Linked DNA regions of Sus scrofa: region 2 is linked to region 1. Evidence: chromatin contacts called from public promoter capture Hi-C data. All regions are on one chromosome and are shown on one strand. Each heading gives the region's core, a stretch centred on a gene start, on an enhancer-like site or on the middle of the called end of the contact. The rest is flanking DNA. Distances are from core to core; before and after follow the strand shown.

Region 1 (5,057 bases), core at 1,500-3,999:
GTGGGTTAAGGATCCGGCATTGCTGTGAGCTGCAGTGTAGGTCACAGACGTGGCTCATGGCTCGTGTTGTTGTGGCAGTGGCGAAGGCCAGCGGCTACAGCTCCAATTCTACCCCTACCCTGGGAACTTCCATATGCTGCACTTGCAGCCCTAAAAAGACAAAAAAAAAAGGATCATGATTTCCAGAAGTTCCTTCGCTTAATTTTTAAGATCCAGAGCCTAAGAGATTGCCTACCTCAACTTGAAACAAAGTGGTAAACTTAAGTATCGCAGGTGATTTTACCATGCCGGAACCTAAACCATATAAACCATGGCCTCTTCAGGTTATAGAGAAGGAGCTGACAAAGCAGATTGCAGTAGTCGAAGGGCTGGGTCCAACCCAAGAGAAAGTCAGCTGATAAGAGACAGTTAATCTGACTTAAAACAACAGAAAATTTTTCTAAGTGCAAAGGTGGCACACACTCAAAACCCAAATGGAGATTATACTTGTGGAGTTGTCTAAGACGCTGTAGTGTAGGTGCTCACCTCCTGCTCTTGAAAGTCTGTGCCACACAGTCCCTTGAAAGGTCCCAGGGTGGTGTCCTGTTGCTCACAGAGGTACATTTATTGGCCTTCTTCTCTTCCTGGACTCCCGTCCTCCCTGTGCTTCCTGGAATCAGCTGAATAAACACCCTGCCTTCAAATCCTTATCTCAGGCTCTGCTTTTGAGGAATTCAAGATACCAGTTTACCTAACAAATATCTCATTGATCCCTGGAGTTGTCCAAGGGAAAATAATAATTTTAAATATGCACCTGTTAAAATACTAATGGACATAATTATTAAGTGCTTACTATTGCCAGGCGTTGTACTGAAAGCCCTCCTTAGAATAGTTTATTGGATCGTCACAGTAATCATGGGAACTACAATCATTCATATTTTTAAATAATAAAAGTAAAGCTTCAGAGGGTTAGATCACTTGCTTAAGGTTACTAGTAAATGACAGATCTGGGATTCAAACCCAAATCCTGTGTGCATTTCTCTATAAGCTTACATAAAAGGTGATTTAATCATTCAGATCTTTATTTCACTCATAACTTTAACAAAACTACCAACCCACAAGAAATAGCTTGGTAACAAGTATGATGTAGGAGTTCCCGTCGTGGTGCAGTGGTTAACGAATCCGACTAGGAACCATGAGGTTGCAGGTTCGGTCCCTGCCCTTGCTCAGTGGGTTGACGATCTGGCGTTGCCGTGAGCTGTGGTGTAAGTCGAAGATGCGGCTCGGATCCCAAGTTGCTGTGTCTCTGGTGTAGGCTGGTGACTACAGCTCCGATTAGACCCCTAGCCTGGGAACCTCCATATGCTGCAGGAGTGGCCCAAGAAATAGCAAAAAGACCAAAAAAAAAAAAAACAAGTATAGATGTAATAAGAGAAAGAAAGGAGCCTGTATGACAGCTTCCATCCTCCAGGTAAGCTGTTTTCAGGGTTTATTTTTCCAATCTCAGAGGAAACAAAAGTGAAACCATTATGGAATTTTTTTTAAAAAAAAATCAAAATTAAGCTGATACATATTTTATTTTTATCCCAGGCATCTTAATTCTTTGGGGGGGGCCAATGCCCCTGCCCCCATCCTCCCACCGCCCCAACCCCACCCCACCACATGCAGAAGTTCCCCAGCCACAGATCAGTCTGAGGCAAGGCAGTGACAACTCTGGAGTCCTTACTGCTAGACAACCAGGGACCTCCCTATCTCAATTCTTTACTTGGGTTCATAAAGATTAGGCATTAAAGAACTTCTTTCCTTAAGTAGGCAAGTTTCCAAACAAGTATTAGTCTGGAATCCAAGACCCTTCTCCTCAGGCTCAGCCAGGGCTCTAGCCCCATGAAGGGAGACTGGCCCCTGGACCAGTGGAGGAGTCAAGAGGTCAAGGGCAGCCCCACGCCACCTCACCCCCACCCCCCGCTTTGGAGCAGGCTCACGTGACCTCAATGCCCTAACTGCCTTAGTTTCCTCCACCCTTAAAAGTGGGATTTCGGAGTTCCCATCGTGGCGCAGTGGTTAACGAATCCGACTAGGAACCATGAGGTTGCAGGTTCGGTCCCTGCCCTTGCTCAGTGGGTTAACGATCCGGCGTTGCCGTGAGCTGTGGTGTAGGTTGCAGACGCGGCTCGGATCCTGCGTTGCTGTGGCCCTGGCGTAGGCCGGTGGCTACAGCTCTGATTCAACCCCTAGCCTGGGAACCTCCATATGCCGCAGAAGCGGCCCAAGAAATAGCAAAAAAAAGACAAATAAATAAATAAATAAAAATTCTTTAAAAAAAAAAAAAAGTGGATTTCTCTAATCTCTAATCTTGCTAAAATTCTCTAGAGATTCCGTAAAGGTCCCCCCATCCCCTTATTTCACAAGTAAGGCAGGAACACATTTTTGTTTGAAGCAATACAAAAGTGTACGGAATAAAGTGGCTGAGGCCCCTCACTACCCATCCTGGCACCACAGAAAGGAGTGTCCAGCGTTACCAGTTTATTGTGTATCCCTCCAGCCCTTTCCTCCTGTAAGAAACCTTTGTGTCTTGGTGGCATGCTATCACGGAGCCCTCAGGATTTACCAGGTTCCAGAGTGTGGAATTATCTTCTATGTGTTTGGGGAAAACGGAGCCTGTGGCAAAAGAGAAAGTGAGTTACTAATTGGATTTATGGCCATTACTCCCAGAGCAGCCCTCTGCCCTCGGTAATCTCCAGAGCAGTTCAGATAGAATCTCTTTCTACAAAAGATCCAGAAGACTCTGTAAGGAGAAAGCTGGCACATCTCCTGCTCACCCAATAAAAAGTCAGATAGTTATTAAACTGTCCCTGAAGCTACTGTGATTTACATTCATTTTAATGGTTCTCTCTGTAGAGCAGTCCCTTTAATGGGGGTGCCCTCCAGTTCCTATTGGTTGCATTTAAAATAAATATTACACCATCTCCGGCTGTCCAGCTCTCCTTTCATACTTTGACCTGCCACAGAAAGTACAGTGCCTTGATATTTCCCTCGGAGAAACTCCCACATGTTCCGGGATGCCCAACACCACATGATTTGTGTAGCAGAGAGGTGGCGGTGGTCCAGGTAGCCATCCTTAGGGAAATGTAGACGTGTGCTGTGAAATACAGTGTAGCGCTCGGAGGCAAGAGCCAGATGGATAGAAAGCACCATCTGGAGAACTTAAAATCATTGAGAAGGAATGGAAATGATTCTGACTAGTATCCATGAGGATGCAGGTTCGATCCCTGGCCTCACTAAGTGGGTCGTGGGTCATGGGTCCAGCACTGCTGTGAGGTGTGGTGTCCATCACAAACTTGGCTTGGATCCCATGATGCTTCGGCTGTGGCAGAGGCTGTCAGCTGTAGTTCTGATTCGACCCCTAGGGTGGAAATTTCCATATGCTGCAAGTGTGGCCCTAAAAAGTAAAAAAAAAAAAAAAAAAAAAAATTCAGAAAAAAGAAATCGTGAAATGCCATGTCTACAATTTAACATGTACCCCTTTGTAAAACAATGCTATATACATTTTAAAGGATATATATACATATAGACACACACACCCAAGGACATGTGCCAGAGTGGTGTGGCGCCTCTAGGGGAGAAAGCAATGGGGATGAGAGATGAAAGAGTAAACCACAACAGACACAGCCCTTACAAGGAATGAGGAATTAGGATGATGCTAAAAGTTAATGCTCTGCTCCTGAGAGGTAATAAACAAATTAATAAGAAATGAATAAAAACACAAAATCACCTGTCTTTTACTTTTCTTTAAATATCATCCCCAACCACCATTCATAGACCACCTTCTAGGTGTGTGACATGATCTGAGTTTGGCTCTGTGACCATGAAACAAGCTGCTGTTCCTCTCTGAGCCTCAGGTTCTCTAATGGTAAAAATAACAAAAGGGAAGAGAAAAGGAAAACGGGCAATAGTACTACTTGGATTACCACGTTGTACTTATTTTTTTGGTCTTTTTATGGAGGTTCCCAGGCTAGGGGTCCAATCAGAGCTGTAGCTGCGGGTCTATGCCACAGCCACAGCAACACCAGATCCAAGCTGCCTCTGCGACCCATACCACAGCTCTCACCAATACCGGATCCTTAACCCACTGAGTGAGGCCAGGGATCGAACCCATGTCCTGGTGGGTACTAGTCAGATTCATTTCTGGTGAGACATGATAAGAAATCCTGATGTTGTAAATTTTGATAAGAAGATATGTTTGTAAGATTAACACAAGTCCTATCTGAGCCCTGACATGCAGTGGGCCCTGGTAAGCACCATTGTCATGGTAGCAAAGGGACCATGGTCCAGCCTGAGCAGAGAATCCTGTAAAACTCTGGGACACTTGTTCCTGTCTTACCTCTGGGGTTACAAGAGGCAGTCGCTGGTGTCTGCTATATAATGTTCGACTGTTAACTGTTTCTGTGTGAGATGACCGTCTGGCTACAACGTGTCACCCCACTGTGCCCACAGTTAACCTGGCATAACCAGCCCTAATGTCCCTTCTTCCTCCCAGCTGCAAAGCCGCAGGCCTGGCCAAAGAGGCATCTGCCCAATCTGAGTCCGGGCTGTTTCTCAGAGGTCAGGTGCATCTTCCTAAGATCTGAGGTCTGAGGTCAGTACCTAGGCAGACGGCCACACCATCACCCCCCAGGTCACTGGCCCAAGGCCTATGCTCTCTATCTGCTGGAATCCAAAGAAGCCCTTAAAGCCTTGCTCCATGTGCTAGAGAGGAAACCAACCACCTGCACCTCTCCTTCCTATACAGAATGCACCCCCACGAGGGCCTGAGAGAATAGTTTCTCCCACGACTGAGCAGTCAAGGCTTTCATGGCAAACATCACCAGCCAGGAAAACTAGCAAAGCGGAAACCAGACTGAGCAGAAAGGTGTCCCTGATTCCTGGTCATTCTGATTCTGAGCAGGATGACCCTGCTGGGGCTAGGCCTGGGTTCAGCAGGGTGCAGCGTGGGGCCGGGAGGGGGTGGGGGGTTGCGGGGGATGGGGGGGGTTTGATGCTCAGAAGCACATCAGGGAAGGAGCCCCTCCGGAAAGGAT
Region 2 (5,057 bases), core at 1,503-4,002, 93 kb before region 1:
AATAGAGGTTAAGGTCAGGAGACCCAGTGTGAGCCTGAAAGAGACCTCAAAAAGCCACAGTTCTTGAATTTGTAGCCTAGAACCTGAAGTCTTGCCTTCTCTGAAAATGCCCCATTTTGCTCATTCAACCAGCTGAGTGTAAGATCCGAATGACTGAACAAATTCTCATAATTCCAACCCTTCTGAAGCTGCTGCCTGGGGTATAATTGCCCAGAGGCCCCAGAAGCAGGAAAGGCAGGGGCCACAACAGAACAATGCTGGGAGAGCCCCAACATTGACCTCCAGGCTCTGCTACCTTCATAGCCCCTCAGCTTCCAGGGACTCAGCTTGCTGTTAGTCTCCTTCCCTGAATCTTGAACCACATTTGTCTCTCTAGACCTCTAGTATCCCACACTTTGACCTGACTCCCCTCGTCTTCCTCAGACATGTGTTGTCCTCCTAGCTTGAACTCAACAAGCTATACTGAACCCTTTTAGGGTGCTGGCCAACCACCCGTTTCCCACTGGAGAAGGAATTTTGGACTCATATATGACATACCTCCCTGGGATACTGTGAGGCTAAGATGAACTGACAAGGTATTATTACTGGTGGAGGTAGAGGTGGAAGTTGTTAGCAGTGATAGAAGTCATGGTTGATAGGACTGAATAAAGAGTAACTTTCAGACAACTTTTAGAAGGAAAAGCCTTGGGCCCTCCAAATTCATTAGTGCAGAACCAGATACAAATTCTTTCTCCAAGATTGTAATGCAGGAGACTAAGGGTCCCAGGAAATCCAGCTCTAGTCACAGATCTATGCCTGTAGCTCTCTAGCAGTCATTAAAAATATTTCTGCTTATTCAGCAAGGCACATTTGCTGGGGATTAGGAGAAGCCATAAAACATCGCACTCTATTCAAAGTCTTCTTCAGATAAACCCTCTGAAGCTTTGAAGTATTTACTTGCCAAAGATTTTACATTGCCCCTTATCCCCTGGGCAAAATGCCTCTGTATGTGTGTGTGTGTGTGTGTGTGTGTGCACGCACACGCAATATTTTCTTAAGGTCTTGCCAGATCTAAAGGTCAATCCCATACCACAGAGGTGGATAAGGTGGGTAAAATGTTTTTTTTTTGAATCATCAATACAGGATATCCAAATATCCCATTCTAGTGCCATCTCTTCCTAAGAGCACAGTGTACTGGGAAGGGCATTGGGGAGGGACTTAAAGACCTGACCTATAATAGCAGCTCCACTACCAACTTGTTACATGACCTTGGCAAGTCACTCCAAGTCTTAGATTCCTCATGTATAAAGTTAAGGTATAGTCAAATGCGTCCTCAGCTTCCCTTCTAAAAGCTAAAGCTCCACCTCTGACTCATTTTCAGCTGAATTCTCAGCCACATGAAGAGCTTCCCCATCTCCCAGCAACATCTTGGGACTTCCTTGGGGCATGAAGAGAAAATGACACAGGATTCCTTTCAACATGATCCATGGGATGTGACACAATCTTATTTTTTTTGCCCTGTGGAGGGTATGTGTGTGTGTAAGCGTGTATAGACCTGAGTTCACAAATATATGTGAACATGAACTCAGGAGACATCTTTTACAATTGAGAGCATGTTTAGAGGTTATAAAATCCTGCATTTTTCTTTTTCTTTCTTTTTCTTTTCTTCTTTTTTTTTTTTTTGTTTTGTTTTGTTTTTAGGGTTGCACCTGTGACATATGGAAGTTCACAGGCTGGGGGTCGAATCAGAGCTACACCACAGCCACAGCAATGCAGGATCCAGCTGCGTCTATGCCAGCTGGATCAGCAATGCCAGATCCCCAACCCACTGAGCAAGGCCAGGGATCGAACCCGCATTTTCATGGACTAGTTGGATTCATTTCTGCTATGCCACAAGGGGAACTCCAAATCCTGTGCTTTTCAAACACTTTATAAGCAGAAGTGTCCTTTCCTCAGGGAAACTTTCTGCAAACTCTGAATATATGTAAAGGAAAGAATAGAGCTTTGGGTATGGACGCCCAGGTCCCCATCTCTTTCTTGGTGGGAGGAGAAGGGTGAGGTCCTCCCATCCAGGCCTCAGAGGCTCTCTGTAGAGCTCAAAACTTTGGATGTCCAGCTGAATAGTTCACAGGAGAGCAAACAGAGACTCAGAGAGGCAGGGACTTGCTCAGGCTCATATACTAACTGGTGGAAAAGCTGGGGCTCTTGAATATCTACCTAAGAGTGTTTGAACACATCATGTCATAATCAGCATTACCAAAAGTGATTAGGGACATAATTGCAAGCATGCCAATACCCCCATAAAGAAGAACTCTCTGAGGATCCTGGAAATTTTAAAACTCAGCAACTGTCAGAGCAGCATCTGTGTTATGATTCAGGAATCTCTGGCTTAATACACTGATGACTCTTCTTGTGAAGACAAATATGACCTTGTTTCTAAACTGCTTTTTAAACTGAGCTATTTTTTGAAAAAGTCTTGTTCATTTCATGCATAATTAAAGAAAAGAAATGATTCCAATAGAGGCAAAAGGAAATGTTTTCACTTGCTTGTTTGGGAAAATGCTTGGGGAACCACAGCACCACTGTCAGGGTGAGCTCACAAAAGTGGTGCACGGAGGTACGAGGGCTCCTCAGTGTGGCCCTGGATGTTTCTGGGAAAATATGTATCAGTCATGATCGTCGAGCTCCAGGGTCCAACCCTAGGTTGCAAAATATTTCCCCTTTTGGACTTCACCTCAGCAATAATTCAACAGTGTGACAACTCAGTAGGAAGTGGACCTTGAACAAGAGTGATAGGTATCTTTAGCTTGCAGGGCTTGCAAAGCTTGCAGGGCTGTGCAGGAAGCTTGGTGGCAGATCAAGTAATCATATCCCGTGGCCTTCCTCTCTCACCAAAGTGATATTTGCATTGTGCAACCCAAGCACATTTCATACAAAATCCTGTTCCCACTTTTTCTCTGAATGGTATTTGGCAACTTTCATTGGTTCCTAACATTTTGTTCTGGTCACAGATAAATCTCCCCTGTCCACTTAATGAGCAAGCTGAATCGCAGACTCTAAGAGCTGGAATTGGCCTCAGAAGTTACCAAATCTGGTCCTGTAGTTTCCTAGCAAAGGAGTCAGAAATAGAGACAGGGAAGTGACCTGACCAAAATCACATGAGTCAACAGCGAATTTGGGACATGAGCACAGCTGTCCTAATATCAAGGACTTTTCCACCCTTCCATGCCACTTCTTTGAAGTTGGCCGCAATACAGTAAGATGAAGTCTTTTCTACCTGGGTCACTGGTGTCTGATCACAAAGGTTCATTGGGGACCTAGGGAAACCCCTCATTAGGCAGACAGTCTGGAGAGGAAGGCAGATATTGAACCAATAATAGCAACTGAATAGGCACATAGTTGCAAGTGTGCAAACAACTCTGTGAAGAAGGATCAGCTGCTGTGGGAGTGTTATCTCCGGGGCTGATAGGGGCTGTTTGTGTCCAGGGTAGGATCTGATTGGCTGGTCCTATGACTTAGCAGTTAAATATGTTGACTCTTACCTTTGGTTATCTCCCAAAGGTGGTTCCCATAATGTGTGGGTTGCTTAAACTATTTGATTCTGCTCCCATGTGTTTCTTCTGCCTGACGAGTCTACCTGGAATCTACCTCCAGGAAGACAGGTACTGTGAAAAGAACTAAGATTCGTACAAACAATTTTAGTCTGTCAATCAAGCTATAAGGGGAGAAGTGACATGGATGTTCAAATTAGCTCTGAGTCCTCTGTGCTTGCGCTCCTCCAGGAAATGGCATGTTGGATATTGGAAGCCTGGTATCCCAGTAATTTAGTAATACAATTCTAAAATTGCTTATGTTTACATCAAAACTAAAGTAGTGATTTCAAATTGCATGGCAATCTGATTTTGAACATTCACCCCTCCTCTTCAACCCTCATCAACACTTTAACAAGCCATTCTTGTTATAATTTCTGCAAATGCAGCCTCTGCAGAGTTAGAAATCCTACCATGAATCTTTCTGGAAAATGAACTATCATGCCTAAATTTCTCATCATCCCAGATGTATGTAAAGAAGCTAGAGTTAAAGGAAATTTCTACACACTAGGCTTCACATTGAAGGGTTAATCACAGGACATTTTTCTGAATCAAAAAGATTTGAGCTTCGGATCTGAATTAGCACCTGAAATTGCTCTCAGCTTGATCTAGCCTCCTCTGTATCTCTTCCCAGTTCACTTTCCATCCTGGGATTCTTCCTTTCCTCCTCTTTTCCTTTGTGTTCATGTGGTTGCCCTGAACCCTTTCCTCATTTTTTCCTTAGTCCCCAAGTTGTTCAAATTTTCTTCTTACACAATGACTCCCCCTTGGTTTTCCCTGGCTTTCTCTAAGCCCAGCATCTTCATGGGTGGCCCTATTGCCTCTCCTTCCACTAGCCAGTCTTTTTCTCCCCTCCTTTCCCCCTCCCCGAATTGTGAGAGCTGCACAAAAGCTGGAACCAGAGGTAGAAGGGGAAAGAGCAAAGCTGCTTGTCCCAGCATTTCCTTCCCCTGGCTGGGTAAGTACCTCAGGGAGAGGGTGCTGAGCTTCCCTGGCAGAGGACAGTGTGTCCAAAGCAAGTTGGCTTTGAGTCAGCATTCAGTTTTGGTCAGTGCTCTCTCTCCGTTGAGAAATTGGGCCAAGTTTGGCCAAAGGCCCATTCAAAGTCCAGTTCTGGAATATGTGTCTATTCTTTCTCTCTATCTACTCTCCCCAGAGAGCCCAGGAGGCCAGACAGGCTGTTCCCACACCGGGACCTCATCAGGGTAGTTTGACATCACTTTTCCTCTCCAGGAAAAGAACTAGAGTTGAACTTTCCTTTAAGCAGATCCAATATAGATTTAGAATTAGAGAATAACATCTCTTTTTACAAAAAGCTTTATCACGGAAGTGTTTTCAGTAGGACACAGCTATGGTACTTTTAAGACATGATTCAATTTACAAATGTTTCTAAGCTTCTTTCAGGAATAGATTCATTGTGTAAAGTAAGACATACTATAAAATCAAGTCCTCGTCCAGCCAAGAGAAGACAGAACCAGCCTGGCCTGA

The links. Promoter capture Hi-C pulls out the DNA fragments that hold promoters and counts their contacts.
Region 2: a contact with region 1 is called in a promoter capture Hi-C map of liver, with 2.5 times the contacts expected there. The contact joins two enhancer-like sites. A contact is called at or near these places in 1 of 5 promoter capture datasets (liver) and 1 of 47 Hi-C or Micro-C datasets (liver).

The regions. Positions count from the first base shown.
Region 1 is chr6:107,499,178-107,504,234 of Sscrofa11.1, reverse strand. No RefSeq gene overlaps it. Among named protein-coding and RNA genes, the nearest start is that of GATA6, 220 kb to the right of the region's middle. Within about 2 kb of position 2,749, at least 2 of the 83 cell types and tissues checked have an H3K27ac peak or open chromatin away from gene starts, as enhancers often do. A contact at or near this core is called in liver, where this site is marked.
Region 2 is chr6:107,591,951-107,597,007 of Sscrofa11.1, reverse strand. No RefSeq gene overlaps it. Among named protein-coding and RNA genes, the nearest start is that of GATA6, 310 kb to the right of the region's middle. Within about 2 kb of position 2,752, at least 9 of the 83 cell types and tissues checked have an H3K27ac peak or open chromatin away from gene starts, as enhancers often do. A contact at or near this core is called in liver, where this site is marked.